Linked DNA regions of Mus musculus: regions 2 and 3 are each linked to region 1. A link is a contact called in public Hi-C data. All regions are on one chromosome and are shown on one strand. The core of a region is the stretch at or near the end of the contact, and the rest is flanking DNA. Distances in the headings are between cores, read along the strand shown. Region 1 holds the start of Nde1 (nudE neurodevelopment protein 1). Region 2 holds the start of 1810013L24Rik (RIKEN cDNA 1810013L24 gene). Region 3 holds the start of Eef2kmt (eukaryotic elongation factor 2 lysine methyltransferase).

Region 1 (3,860 bases), core at 1,305-3,804:
TGTCTTTTTTGAAGTCAATTCAAGAACTGCAAAGTTGCACATAGATTGGCAGGAAGTCAGTTTGGACCACAGTCTTTTAAAAACACCATTATAATAGGTGTTAATACCAGGTTGCAGTTCACATAGCTTTGTGCCTGCTATCTTAAAAACAGAGTGGTGGTCCACGCCTACAATCCCAGCTACTATGACATGTGAAGCAGAGGATTTCTAAATGTGAGTCCAATCTGGACAACTTAGAAAGACCAAGACTCTTATCTCAAAAATAAAATTGAAACAAAGCACTAGGTAACCAGCTCAGGCAGGGGAGACCTCGGCTAAGGCACATGGGTTTAATTCCAAGTCCTATCAAAAACCAAGAGAATATGGTGTGCATTTATATTACTCATGTGTTGGTAACTTGCTTTTCAATGCCTTGGTGCTTGCTATCTTACGCCTCTGTGGACCAATTCAGGGACCACACAAATATGTTTGGTAGGGCAGGGGAGATGGCTCAACTAGTAAAAGGCTCTCATACAAACACGAGAGCCTGAGTTCAAATACAAAACACCCATGTAAAAAGCTGCACACTGGTGTTCTACAATCCCAGTGCTAGGTGTGGGGAGACAGAGATAGGCAAGATCCCTAAAGTTCAGCGGCCAGCCAACCTAGCCCAACTAAGGAGTTTCAAAAACTTAAAATAAATCAATACAAGAGTTAAGATGGAAAACAACAGAAGAAAGAGTCCTCTTATAGACTTCTGGTACTCCACACAGTACCTCTATGCTAACAAGTACACACACCACACAAAATTCAAAAAGCAAATTTTAAAAAGTACCTGTTTCCCGTAAGGTGGTTTTACACGTCTAAGAATTCATTTCAGCACGGGGTTTCTGTGTATGTGCAAAGTATTCCTGTGCATGAGGAGCCAGAAGTGGGGTTTGTGTGTGTGTGTGTGTGTGTGTGTGTGCAGGTGTTTGTGTGCATGCAGGGTCAGAAGTGACATCAGGTGTCTTCCTCTATCACTCTCCACCTTTTTAATTTTATTTATTTATTTATTTATTTATTTATTTTTGAGGTAAGGTCTCTCATTGAACCCAGGGCTCACATTCTCCTGCACTGGGCAGCAAGCCTCAGGGCCCCCCTGTCCCCCAAGCTGGGTACTGCAAATCACAGGTGTGCACCATCACACCAGCTTTTTGGTGCTGGGGACATCACTTAGGTCCTCACACTTTGAAATAAGAACTTTCAGTCCTTAGGATTGGTTTTGTTGGGAGGAGTCCCCCAAAATTAAGTCTACAAAACTGTCTGAGAACACACACAAGTCACACACCTCTAATTTCAAATTTCTAGGAAAGAAATAAAGTGATGTCTGAGTGAAGAAAGCTAGCCAAGCTGATCACCAATACTCGATGCCAATATCGAATGAACCAATACCCTTCTCCAGCCCAAGTTTATATCTCTCTCAAATAAACAAGACGTGAATGGGAGCCAGGTGATGGTGGACACCTCTAATCCCAGCACTTGGGAGGCAAAGGCAAGAGAATCAACTTGAGTTCGAGGCCAGCCTGGTCTATAGAGCAAGTTCCAGGTCAAACACATCAAGAGTCAGTCACTAAGCCTAGCTTGTCTTCTTGCTGCTTAAGTACAAAGACATGCGACTTCAGAGGGGTTGGAGGGTTGGTCATAGTTCTGTAAGTTCCTCTTACTGAACTCCATATGGAATTCTGAAAGGGGAATTACTTAAACCTCAAAACGGGCTGAATACCAGTGTGCTGGGGAAGAGAAGTGCGTGGTCAGATACCCTCAGGCTCTGGAGTAGTTTCTATCAGACTATACTTCAAAAGCACCCCTTCTGAGTCCTAAAATGTTATCCTAACACACAATACACAGAAACAGGTGGCAGAGCCAATTACAAACCTCCACCCAGCTAGAGAAGTTGAGCGAGGATCCGGCTAAAGCGCAGAAGGATGCACAACCTGGCAAAAAGTCGAGATGATTTAGGAAATATGAAGTCGCTCCGGAGTCAAGGTGACTCCGGGTTGCCCAGGACCTCAAAGAGGTAGAGGTGAGCTGGGCCAACATCCAAGGTGTGGGGTAAGCACTCTCACCCTTTGTCGGATAAAGTTTATCCGATCCAAAGTGCTGTCTAGGGAAATTTGAAACGTCCAGCGGCCGAGACCTATAGGCATCGAGGGGAAGGTTGGATATAGGTTGGTATCCGTGCGGCAGCAGTTGGGGACCCGGAAACTGTGGGGTGAAGGGGCAGACTAAGAACTCGGGGGCCTTGGGGCGGCGTGGGCATGGGTCTTGAGGACGTTCGAGGATAGAAAAGCAGCCAGCAGAAGAGGAACGGAGTTGGCCAGGGCGAGCGGCGGAGCTCACGGATGGAAGGTGGAAAGCTGAGGAGGGCAGGTGTGGGGGACACGTCGGATGGATGCTGCGGGCGTGGCGGAGACCCGCCCGCAGCCTGGCTCCACTTACCCAGCCCGGGCGGCGACGATTCCAGCGAGGCGCGGGCCGGCAGGCCTTTCTTGCCCTCCAGCCTCGCCGGTACTGCGCGGTGCGCGCCTCCCATTGGCTGCCGCTCTCGGGACGCGTCTGACTCGGCCAATCAGCGCAAAGAAGCGAGGTTTGGAAACTTTTTCTCTCTAGGCCCGGGCGCGGCTGGGCCAAGCCTCGGTGGGGGCGGGAGGGGCCGCAGGAGGCGCAGGCCACTGGCCCGGAAGGCGGGCGTGGAGAGGGCCTGCTGGCGGCTCGGTACTCGCCGTGCCACGCACTCTGGAACATCCGCACGCCTCTCCTTCACACTGGTTGCATTTATCTGCTCTTGCTCTTGCCCAAGAATAGACAAAGGAGCAATTGGTCGGAGAAACCCGGGCATTAGGAATAGCTGATATTGGGTTACACTTGTAAGTGCCCTACCCGATTCCAAAAATGCTATACTAGCCCAGAATGCACAAAGACAAAAACAGGCATAGAGAACGACAAACTTCCGCCCAGCCCACAGGACCCTTGTTATTCCACAACTTTACACCCCAAATAGAATCTTTAACTGTTGTGGCTTCTTCTGAGACAGAATAGTTTAATGTGAAAGAACTTGACTTTGAATCCTAACTCCGCCGCTTACTAGCTATGTGTATTTGAAACAAGGTATTTAATTACTCGTGGATAAAATGGTCGTCGTCGTCGTCCCCCCCCCCCCCCCCCGAGCTAAATAAATAAGTTTACAAGACTTTGTGCAGTGCTTTGTAAATAAGCCGGGCAGTGGTGGAGCACACCTTTAATCCTAGCACTCGGGAGGCAGAGGCAGACGGATTTCTGAGTTTGAGACCAGCCTGGTCTACAGCGTGAGTTCCAGGACAGTCAGAGCTACACAGAGAAACCCTGTCTTGAAAAACAAACAAACAGGGCTGGCGAGATGGCTCAGGGGTTAAGAGCACCCGACTGGTCCCGAGTTCAAGTCCCAGTAGCCACATGGTGGCTCACAACCATCCATAACGAAATCTGATGCCTTCTTCTGGGATATCTGAGGACAGCTACAGTGTACTTACATATAATAAATAAATAAATCTTTAAAAAAAAAAAAAAGTCATCATATGGTTGCTAGGAATTGACCTCTAGGAGATCAGTGTTCTTAACTGTTGAGCAATCTCTCCAGCCCCTTGTTTTTTCCTTTTTTGAAACACTTTTCCTATGTAACTTGGGCTGGCCTCAAATTTCTGAGTATTCCCTTAGCCTTATTTTTCAGTGGGATCACAGGCCCAGCTAATAATAATTTCTTAACGTTAAGCCATTAATTGTTCATTAATTATTAAATACTATTAGGCACAGGTAATTTTACAACCTGGTGACTAAGACAAAGAATCTGATCTTAAAGGGTT
Region 2 (4,020 bases), core at 1,310-3,809, 5.3 Mb after region 1:
AAAGCACAAAGTCAATAAGCTGTTTGTTTCTTCAGTAAGACTGGACTGCGTTTCTCATTCCCTAAATTAACATTTTTAGTTACCAGTTCTCAAAATTATTGTGCCTTCAAACTACTAAATGTACCCTAAAACTCTAGCAGAATGTTGACATCAAGAATCTGACACTCAAGCCAGGTGTGGTGGCACCTCCCCAGCACTCGGGAGGTAGAGGCAGGCGGATTTCTGAGTAGGCCAGCCTGGTCTACAAAGTGAGTTCTAGGACAGCCAGGGCTACACAGAGAAACCCTGTCTTGAAAAACCAAAAAAAAAAAAAAAAAATCTGACACTCAAGAAGATATCCCATAACCTTTCAACCTAAATTGTTATTCCCTGAACGAAATTCCATTACTGGAATTTCAGGGAATAACAATATTACTGGATTGTTTGTTTTTAACGTTTGAAAGCCTTTCACATAGCAGCATGTATACTAACAATCAAATCCCAAATTATTTTATCAGAAGAAAAATCCCAAAGCTATATTAATGCACAAACCTATTGTTACCAACAGTAAAATGGCAAGCAAGACCTTATACCTACACACCTTCAGTCATCAGATCCGAAATGAACTCAAAAAAAGGACACCAAAAACAAAGCCATCCATTCAAAACTCTTCTAACAGACGCCACCAACTTACAGTCAATTACAAATTACAAAATAGTTTTGAAAGGAAAGATCTGATGAACTTACTAGATGCAGGCCAACATTCATAATTCCAATCCAATCAGCAAGAGTTCAAAGAACTCCAATGTTTTTACACTGCCATGCTCCCAGTGGCCAGAGTCAAGAATCTGCAGACTCTGGGTAATTGCTTCTATTGAATCATTTTCCAGACAAGGCTCACCTGTCTTGTCTTCCACAGCAGAGCTTTAATCTCAGCCCTTTGCAGACTGCGTTAAATCCTTGCTAAAGGGTAGGAGCTAGGGGATTGATGTCTCAGGCACTGTAGAGTAACCAGCAGCCCCCTCTCAAGATTGACAACCAAGTGTCCCGTAGGCACTGTCATACGTCCCCGAGGGAGGAATAGGAGGCGTGTCAAAAATTGCCTCTGGATATCTAGCTAGAACACCACAGATATTCTCAAGTTGCAAGGCATTCAAGGTTAGCAGAAGCTGAACTTGAGAGGAGAAAACACACTCAGAACATCGGCTGTCAACCGGAACGTGGCCTGCCCTTCCTCCCTCCCCGCCTACCCTGGCAAGACAGCAAGGTTATCTTTACCTTTATAGAGGTTGGTGACGGCGGTGGCTGCGTTTTGGAAGGGGACCCAGAGAGAAAGTCCTGGCTGCTGACACACTCGGTCTGGAAACAAAAAGGGGGGAAAAAAAACAATAGGGGGGGGAAAAAGACACACACAAGGACATAGAGAAAGAAGAGAATGTTATTTGGGCGTCACTCACTCCGGAACGGCCATATTAGGTTTCGCCATTTTGTTCAGGATTTGGGGATCCCAAAGGGAGCGTGAGACCGGAGTTACTGGGTCGAGGAAGGGGAACCTGACAACAGCGCAACCCGAGTGGCGAACGCCGCCCGGCAGGCTCAGGGAAGCGCCCCTAGCAGTCTCCGCCCCGAGGCCGGCTCGGGGCACAATAGGGCCGCCCCACCGCCTCCTTCGCCATTTTGTGACAGGGACTCCTCCCCTACCCCCACGATCCGACCGGGGACACCCGGACCGGTACGTGGGGACCCTCGGGAGGTACTCTAAATCGGGGGTCTCCCCATCCTTCATCGTAGTTTTCCCCCTCCCAGGGTAGCTCCTCCGTCGCCGTCCTGCGGGTCAGATGGCCAGGGGTCCGCGGCACGGCCCTCCCCTCCCAGTCGTCCGGCTATCCCCGCAGGGTGCGAGGAGCCGCCAGGTCCCGGGGACCGAGCCGGGAACCGGGGGGAAGAGCAGCTCCGCAGGCCGGGGCGGCGCCAAGATGGCGGCGCGGCCTCACCTTTGTAGAGCTGAGCCACGGCCGTGGCCGAGTTCTGGAAGAGATGCCACAGCTTCTGTTGCTTGTGCTCGGGCTGCGCGGCGGCCGCCGCCTCCTCCTGCAGCTCGGGAGACAACTGCTCGTCCTGCTCGGCCTCGGCCAGGCACTGCCGCTCCCACTTGGAGAACCAATGCTCCGGCCCGTGCTCCTGGATCTCCGCCTCGCCCTCCTCCTTCCGCTCCTCCATCCTCCGCGGCCTCCCGCGGCCTGGCCGCCGCCGCCGCGTCCTCCTTAAGCGCGGTCCCCGCGGGAACGTCGTCGTCGACAGGCCCGGGAACGAGGGGCCCGGCGGCCGGCCCAGGCCTCTGTGCAAGCCCGCGGAGCCGGCACCCACCCCGCACAGCCCGAGTCCTCTGCCCACCAACCCCGCTCCGAGGTGCCGCACCCTGCCCTAGCCTCGCCCGCACCCCTTTACCGCCCACCCACGGCCCCGCGGCCTCGGTCCGACCGCCGCCGCTCTCCAACCGGCGTTCCCTGTCCGGCCTGCGCCGCCGAGCCCACCTCGAAGACTGAGGAACGTCGTCTACGGCGGCGGCGTCGACGCCTCTGCGGCGACCGGGCCCCGCCCTCCCCCGCCCACATGCTGACTGGAAAGCGCCGCCCACTTGGCCAGCGGCGCTTCCCCGGCAGGAGGCGGTTGGGGCGCGCCCACCGTCGACCTTCCCCATTGGCCCGCCGCAACGGGTTCCGCGTGCTGGCCCCTGAACGCAGCGTTCTGATTGGCTTACCCGCCTGTCGAACTGATGTCATCAATGGGCGGGGGGCTGGGGGAAGGAGTAAATGTCAGGGAACTTGAAGACTGTAGAGCAGGGAGGAGTTGACAGTGTTTGCGTGCGACCAACCAAAGCAGAAGAAGAAATATCTGTACACTGGAGCCAAGGGATTGCGCTTGCGCGGTGCTCGCTTCGCTCCCGCACCCCGTCTGAGAGTCACGTGACTCCGCCGGGTGACCGCACCCCGCGGGGGCCTTTCCCGGGCTTGCAAGTGCATGGTCACGCAGTGTTTATGTGCTGACTCCTCGAGTTCCTGAGAAGTGCAGTCTACCTCTGTTTGCAGCGCCCTTTCTATGTTTTTTTAATGCCAGAATTCCCAACCTTAGTGGGGCAAGTAAAGCGTGTGAATCCAAAGGAAAATTCTCCGGAGGTGTGAGCGACCTGGGGACGCTCACCGAGATTTCCCGGAGAAGGGGACCGGAGGGAGCTGGACACCAGGGCCGCCTGGCGGACAGTGCGCCCAGCGCTAGTAGCGGCCCGGCACCTGTCCCATGCACGCTCCCGGGACACGTGCGACCGCCGCGTCCCGCCCCCGCCCCCCATGTGCAATTGCTGGCACCCGGGCCCCTGCACTGCTCACTCAGAGTGATCAGTGCCAGGAAAGAGGTCTGGAAGCCTGGGAACAAGAGGGCAGCACAATGACGGGACCTCTCAGCCTCTGAGCTGACAGCTTATGTATGCCATCTGTACTGGATGGAAGTCCTGCAGGATCTGATCCTGCCTGCTCTGGCTTCTCCGGACTTCTCCCTGATCTGTCTGGTTCCCAGAGCCTAATCTCTGGACTCTCTGAAAGTTCATATTCCATTTTCCTTAGGACTAGGCTCAAAGCCAGGTGTGCTGGTGCTCTTTGTTTTGTTTCCTTCTTTTTTTTTTTTTTTTTTTTTTCTTTTTTGGTATTTCGAGACAGGGTTTCTCTGTATAGCCCTGGCTGTCCTGGAACTCACTTTGTAGATAGACCAGGCTGGCCTTGAACTCAGAAATCCGCCTGCCTCTGCCTCCGGTGCGCCACCACGCCCGGCCTGTTTTGTTTCTTGAAACAACTTTTTTTTTTTTTTTTTTTGGTAGTTTTGGGATTGCCTTGAAATCATAGAGATCCTCCTGCCTCTACCTCCTGGGCGCTGGGATTAAAAGCCTTTGCCACCACACCTTGTGATGCGTTTTTGTTTTTTATTTTGTTTTATGTATAATTTATTTTAATTTTACTTATTTTTGTATTATATTAGATAATATGTAAC
Region 3 (4,166 bases), core at 475-2,974, 8.9 Mb after region 1:
TGAGTGATGTACAAGTGTATCTCTCTGGTTCCCATTTCTTGTATCACCAATTGCAGGCAGGGAACTGATCAAAATGGCACAGGCAAGTGAGCGCCCCGGAGGCCACTCTAAGCCAGCCTTCCTCAGTCACCAGGTCCCATGCTCCTTGGGTGAGTGCAGCATGAGGAATATGCAATGTGAGTCACAGTAATAGTCCAGCATGGCGGCACACACCGAGAAGCCTGGGTGCTTTGGAGGCTGAGGCAGGAGCATCACTGCAAGGTTCGGGCCAAGACGGGCTACAAAGAGAATACCAACCTAGCCAGGTCTGCATAGCAAGACACTGTAAAACAAACCAATAATGCTACTTCAATAACTCAGTGGGTATAGGCACTTGCCAAATGGCTTGAGTTCAACCCACATGGTAGAAGGAAAGAACCAACTTCTTCAAGCCATCCTCTGACTTCTATTTATGTGTGGTGGATCACAAACACACACATACACAAATAATCAATGTAAAGAAATTAAAAGGCAAAATCCCACAGAAACAATCATAGTTCATTTTATTTAAATCAAGTCAGCTCAGGGAATAAAAGACCAATCCCATCTTGGTCCCCTATGCTGGCCTGGATTTTTGGAGGGTCACAGACCTGACTGTAATTAATTCCCTTCTGTTGTTCTCCAAAACAAACCTCAGGATTTCTTGTCTAAAGGAGGTAATGGGATACAATCTGTCCCCTTCATCAACATTCTGCAAGTATATTTAACAAGCTAGCTCTAGAAGCTTCCAAATGGAGATTTTGAGACATTTGCTAAACTGAACTGTTACACCTTGAATGACAGTGCACACTTGGAGGACAACAGGGGTGGCTTGCCAGTGTCCTGCCTTTCAACTCTAGGGACTTTGAACAGAATACTCTGCCACCCACTGCAGCTAACTCCCACTCTTAGTTCAGATTCTATTCCTTGCAAGATGAAACAAAACTCCTGCTGGAAGCCTCTGCAATTCTGTGCACTAATTTTCAGAGCAGATACTGTTACTGTTATATGTGTGTGTGTGTGTGAACACATATACACAAATAACGTAAAGAAATTAAAAGATGAAACCCCACAGAAACAATCTCAGTTCATTTTATTTAAATGAACCCAGTTCAGGGAATAAAGACCAACTCCTTGGTCCCCTATGCTGACCTGGCTTCGTGGATGTGTGTGTGTACACGCGCGCACTCGCGCGTGTGCGTGCGCAGGTAGGCTGAAGGATCCCAGGTATCACTTCCTAACACCCAGGTGGGGTTAGACCCCTCCAAAAATCTTCCTCGGCTACTTCGAGGGCAGACCCACCCTAGCCTCGCCCCCGGCTGATCTGAGCTCGCCCCAGACCACCCAAAGACAACCGGCTAAGAGTTGCTCAACCTCAATCTCAGCCCCACCCCCATTCCCGCTCGGGCCCACCTTCCAACCCCCAGTTCCTGCCAAGGACCGCCCTCTGAGCCCCGCCCCCAAGCCAGTCTAGGCTTCGCCTCCAAGTTGCCAGCTCCAGCTCCAGGAACTGTTTAAAACGCTCCCCAGTCAGGCCCAACCCGGCCCGGTCCGCCTCTAACCCTGCCCCACCGTACTCCCCGCCCCGCGGGCACCATCTTGCCCCGCCTCCTGGGCCGGAACATAGACTAGCCCCCGCCCACATCTTACCTCCTAGTTGCCACGCCTCCTCCGTCTCAGGCCTCGCTTCCGCCCGTTTCCAGGCAACCCTGGCCCTGCCCCGCGATGGCGCCTGAGGACCACGAGGGGGCCACGTCTCTGCTGCAGAGTTTCGAGCGCCGCTTCCTGGCGGCTCGCGCGCTGCCCTCCTTTCCCTGGCAGGTGGGCGGCGGGCGTGCGGCGGGTATCAGGGTCGAGCACCACGGGCGGCGGGGCCGGGAGTCTCGGGCCGCCTTTGCTCACCGCTGGACTGGGGGAGGCAGGCGGGCCCTTCCCCGGCAGGGTTTACAGGGTCACGAACCGGGCTGGATTATTTTAGCAACTTTTAAGCCAGTAATCGGTCATCTTGGCGACTGCAAAACAACTTTGAAAAACTAAACGTCTTCAAATGGCAAGAGCCGCGCTCTCCTGAAAAGGAGGCCAGGTCCCCATCCGAAGGGCAGGCTTCAGGCAGAACCGTCTCAGAGGGAGTTCGGACTGAAAATGGTGCTTCCCTGTGGCCTGGGGACCTGCAGCTCGGACGCGAGGATCCTTTAGAGCGTGCCTCGCTGTTAACTCTTGTGCGGTGAGCTCACCGGCATGAGTTACTATAGATTTGTATTCCTCCAGAGTCTACCCGGTTTCGTTGGGTGGTTTGGGTAGTTGTATTATTTCATCGACATAAAATATCTCTGGTCTTAACGCAAAACGAAACCCGAATAACATATAAGTCCTTATTCAATGTCAACTGTAATAATAGTTCATGTGCTGTGCTAAGTACTTGCTCAGGGTCACCCACAGTGCACAGCACTGGCGTCTGTGGTCACTCCATTTGACCAGGAGTTTAAGAAGGAAAGAATCAGAGCTCTGGCCGGGGAGGCCAGCTTCCTGCTTATAGTTCTAATTCAACCCCCTGTGTGCTGTGGGACTTTACAAGAGGCTACATCTCTGTGCCATCATTTCTAATTAATACAGTAAAGGATACAATGATAGCAGCCTCTTGCTACTAAACAGCTGGACTTCTTTTCCTTTGCCCAGCTAGAAATCATAGATAGACAAAAAGTTCTGGGAGTGCTGATCTCTGCTGACTGTGTTTTTCTGTGCCGGCTGTAGGCAGACAAGACCAGTAATTGCAGGTTTCTTGAGTGTAGGGCCCTTGGCCCTCCGGGAGTTCTTAGGACATTTTTGGCTGCGAGCTTCCCAGCAGGCCAAGGTATTGGATTTCTTCAGCCCTTGGCAGCAGCCCTTAGAAACATACAGCTCTTGTGCAGGTCTTGGAAGTGCGGATTCATTAGCTCTTGACCATGGCCAGCCTGTCTGCTTTTACAATTCTGCCGTCCACTGTTGAGCCTTGACTGGGTCTGCTTTCTCCTTGTTACCCCCGCAGCCCGCACTACTAAAGTAGGCAAGAGACTCTTCCCAGGAGGTAGCGCGGGAGGGTTCCTTACAGTCTACTCCCTCTTTGACCACAGCAGCAGGCTGTGTAGGTGTCTGAACCAATCACGGCTTTGCCTCTTGTTCCATCCCAGCCATCCTTCCGCTACGCCACTAGGGGGCGTGCTCCCCTCTGTCCCACAGGAAATGAGTGCAGAGCAATACACTGTACACCCAGGTTTGTAACAGCAAAAAGTTTCAAACAGCCCCGGCTGAGCCCGCAGCTTCAGCAGTCATGACAATCAGGTCTGGTTGTCTAAGGGTGTTTATGGAGTGTTCAGGCAGCCAAGGCTGGTATAAGCTGTCAGACTGACAATCCTTTTGCTGAAGGCAACCAAGGTAGAAAGGGAGAGTCCCACAGCTCCAAATTAGGGAGTCATACTGCCCCATCCCCCAAACTGTAGCTTATGTATAGGAGAATGAACATAAGAGCGCTTCTACCAAGAACCTAAAGACTATCATGAACACGAATTGTGGACTTAACCGCCTGATTACTGTTGCTCCTGTATACTGTTGGCAGCCCCTCCTGTATCTCACTTTGTGGGAGTACGTGGGTACAAACCCTGACTTCCACCTGACTGTGGAAGTGCACTGAGTGCCTCCTAGCAGTTACTGGGTCAGTAAGTATTTACTGAATGCCGTCCATGAGCTGCACACCAGGGCACATCATAACACATGAGAAGCCAGCCCTAAAACAGTAAGGAACCAGAAGACACCAGGCAAAACCATGTGTGGCAGCTCATGCCTATAACCACAGCTTGGGGTCCTAAAGCAGGAGAGTCTGTGGATTAGAGGCCAGCCCCAGCTACAAGATGAGACCCTGTCTCAGACGGATGAAAAAATAAACAAGGAAATGACAAACAAAGTAGAGTCATCAAAGGCCTCCCCAAAGAGGTACTTGAACTGCTACCCAAGCCCCAGGGATGGTCTCAGAGAAGAGGGAGCAAAGGTCTTGTGGTAGAAACATGGTTGCCGTGCTTAAGAGCAGCAAGCCAGCTGCTGTGGCCACAGTGCAGGGAGCAGAAATAACACTGTATAGCTGTGCTCAGAAAAGGGTCAAGGCAGATTGTAGAGAA

Evidence for each region. A called contact is a pair of places that touch in the nucleus more often than the background predicts.
Region 2: a Hi-C map of CD8 T cells shows a contact between it and region 1, with 4 times the contacts expected there. The contact joins the promoter of 1810013L24Rik here to the promoter of Nde1 in region 1. A contact is called at or near these places in 3 of 484 Hi-C or Micro-C datasets (CD4 T cells, CD8 T cells and regulatory T cells).
Region 3: a Hi-C map of CD8 T cells shows a contact between it and region 1, with 4 times the contacts expected there. The contact joins the promoter of Eef2kmt here to the promoter of Nde1 in region 1. A contact is called at or near these places in 3 of 484 Hi-C or Micro-C datasets (CD4 T cells and CD8 T cells).

What each region holds. Positions count from the first base shown.
Region 1 is chr16:14,161,969-14,165,828 of GRCm38.p6, reverse strand. It overlaps Nde1 (nudE neurodevelopment protein 1), which reads right to left and starts at 2,554. Exons shown (of 9, transcript NM_023317.2): 1 at 2,461-2,554.
Region 2 is chr16:8,828,639-8,832,658 of GRCm38.p6, reverse strand. 1810013L24Rik (RIKEN cDNA 1810013L24 gene) reads right to left here and starts at 2,559. Exons shown (of 4, transcript NM_001081400.3): 1 at 1,974-2,559; 2 at 1,258-1,338. The coding sequence starts at 2,199.
Region 3 is chr16:5,253,514-5,257,679 of GRCm38.p6, reverse strand. Eef2kmt (eukaryotic elongation factor 2 lysine methyltransferase) reads left to right here and starts at 1,724. Exons shown (of 8, transcript NM_027446.2): 1 at 1,724-1,839. The coding sequence starts at 1,744. Gm15983 (a long non-coding RNA gene) reads right to left here and starts at 1,717. Exons shown (of 3, transcript XR_003951974.1): 1 at 1,669-1,717.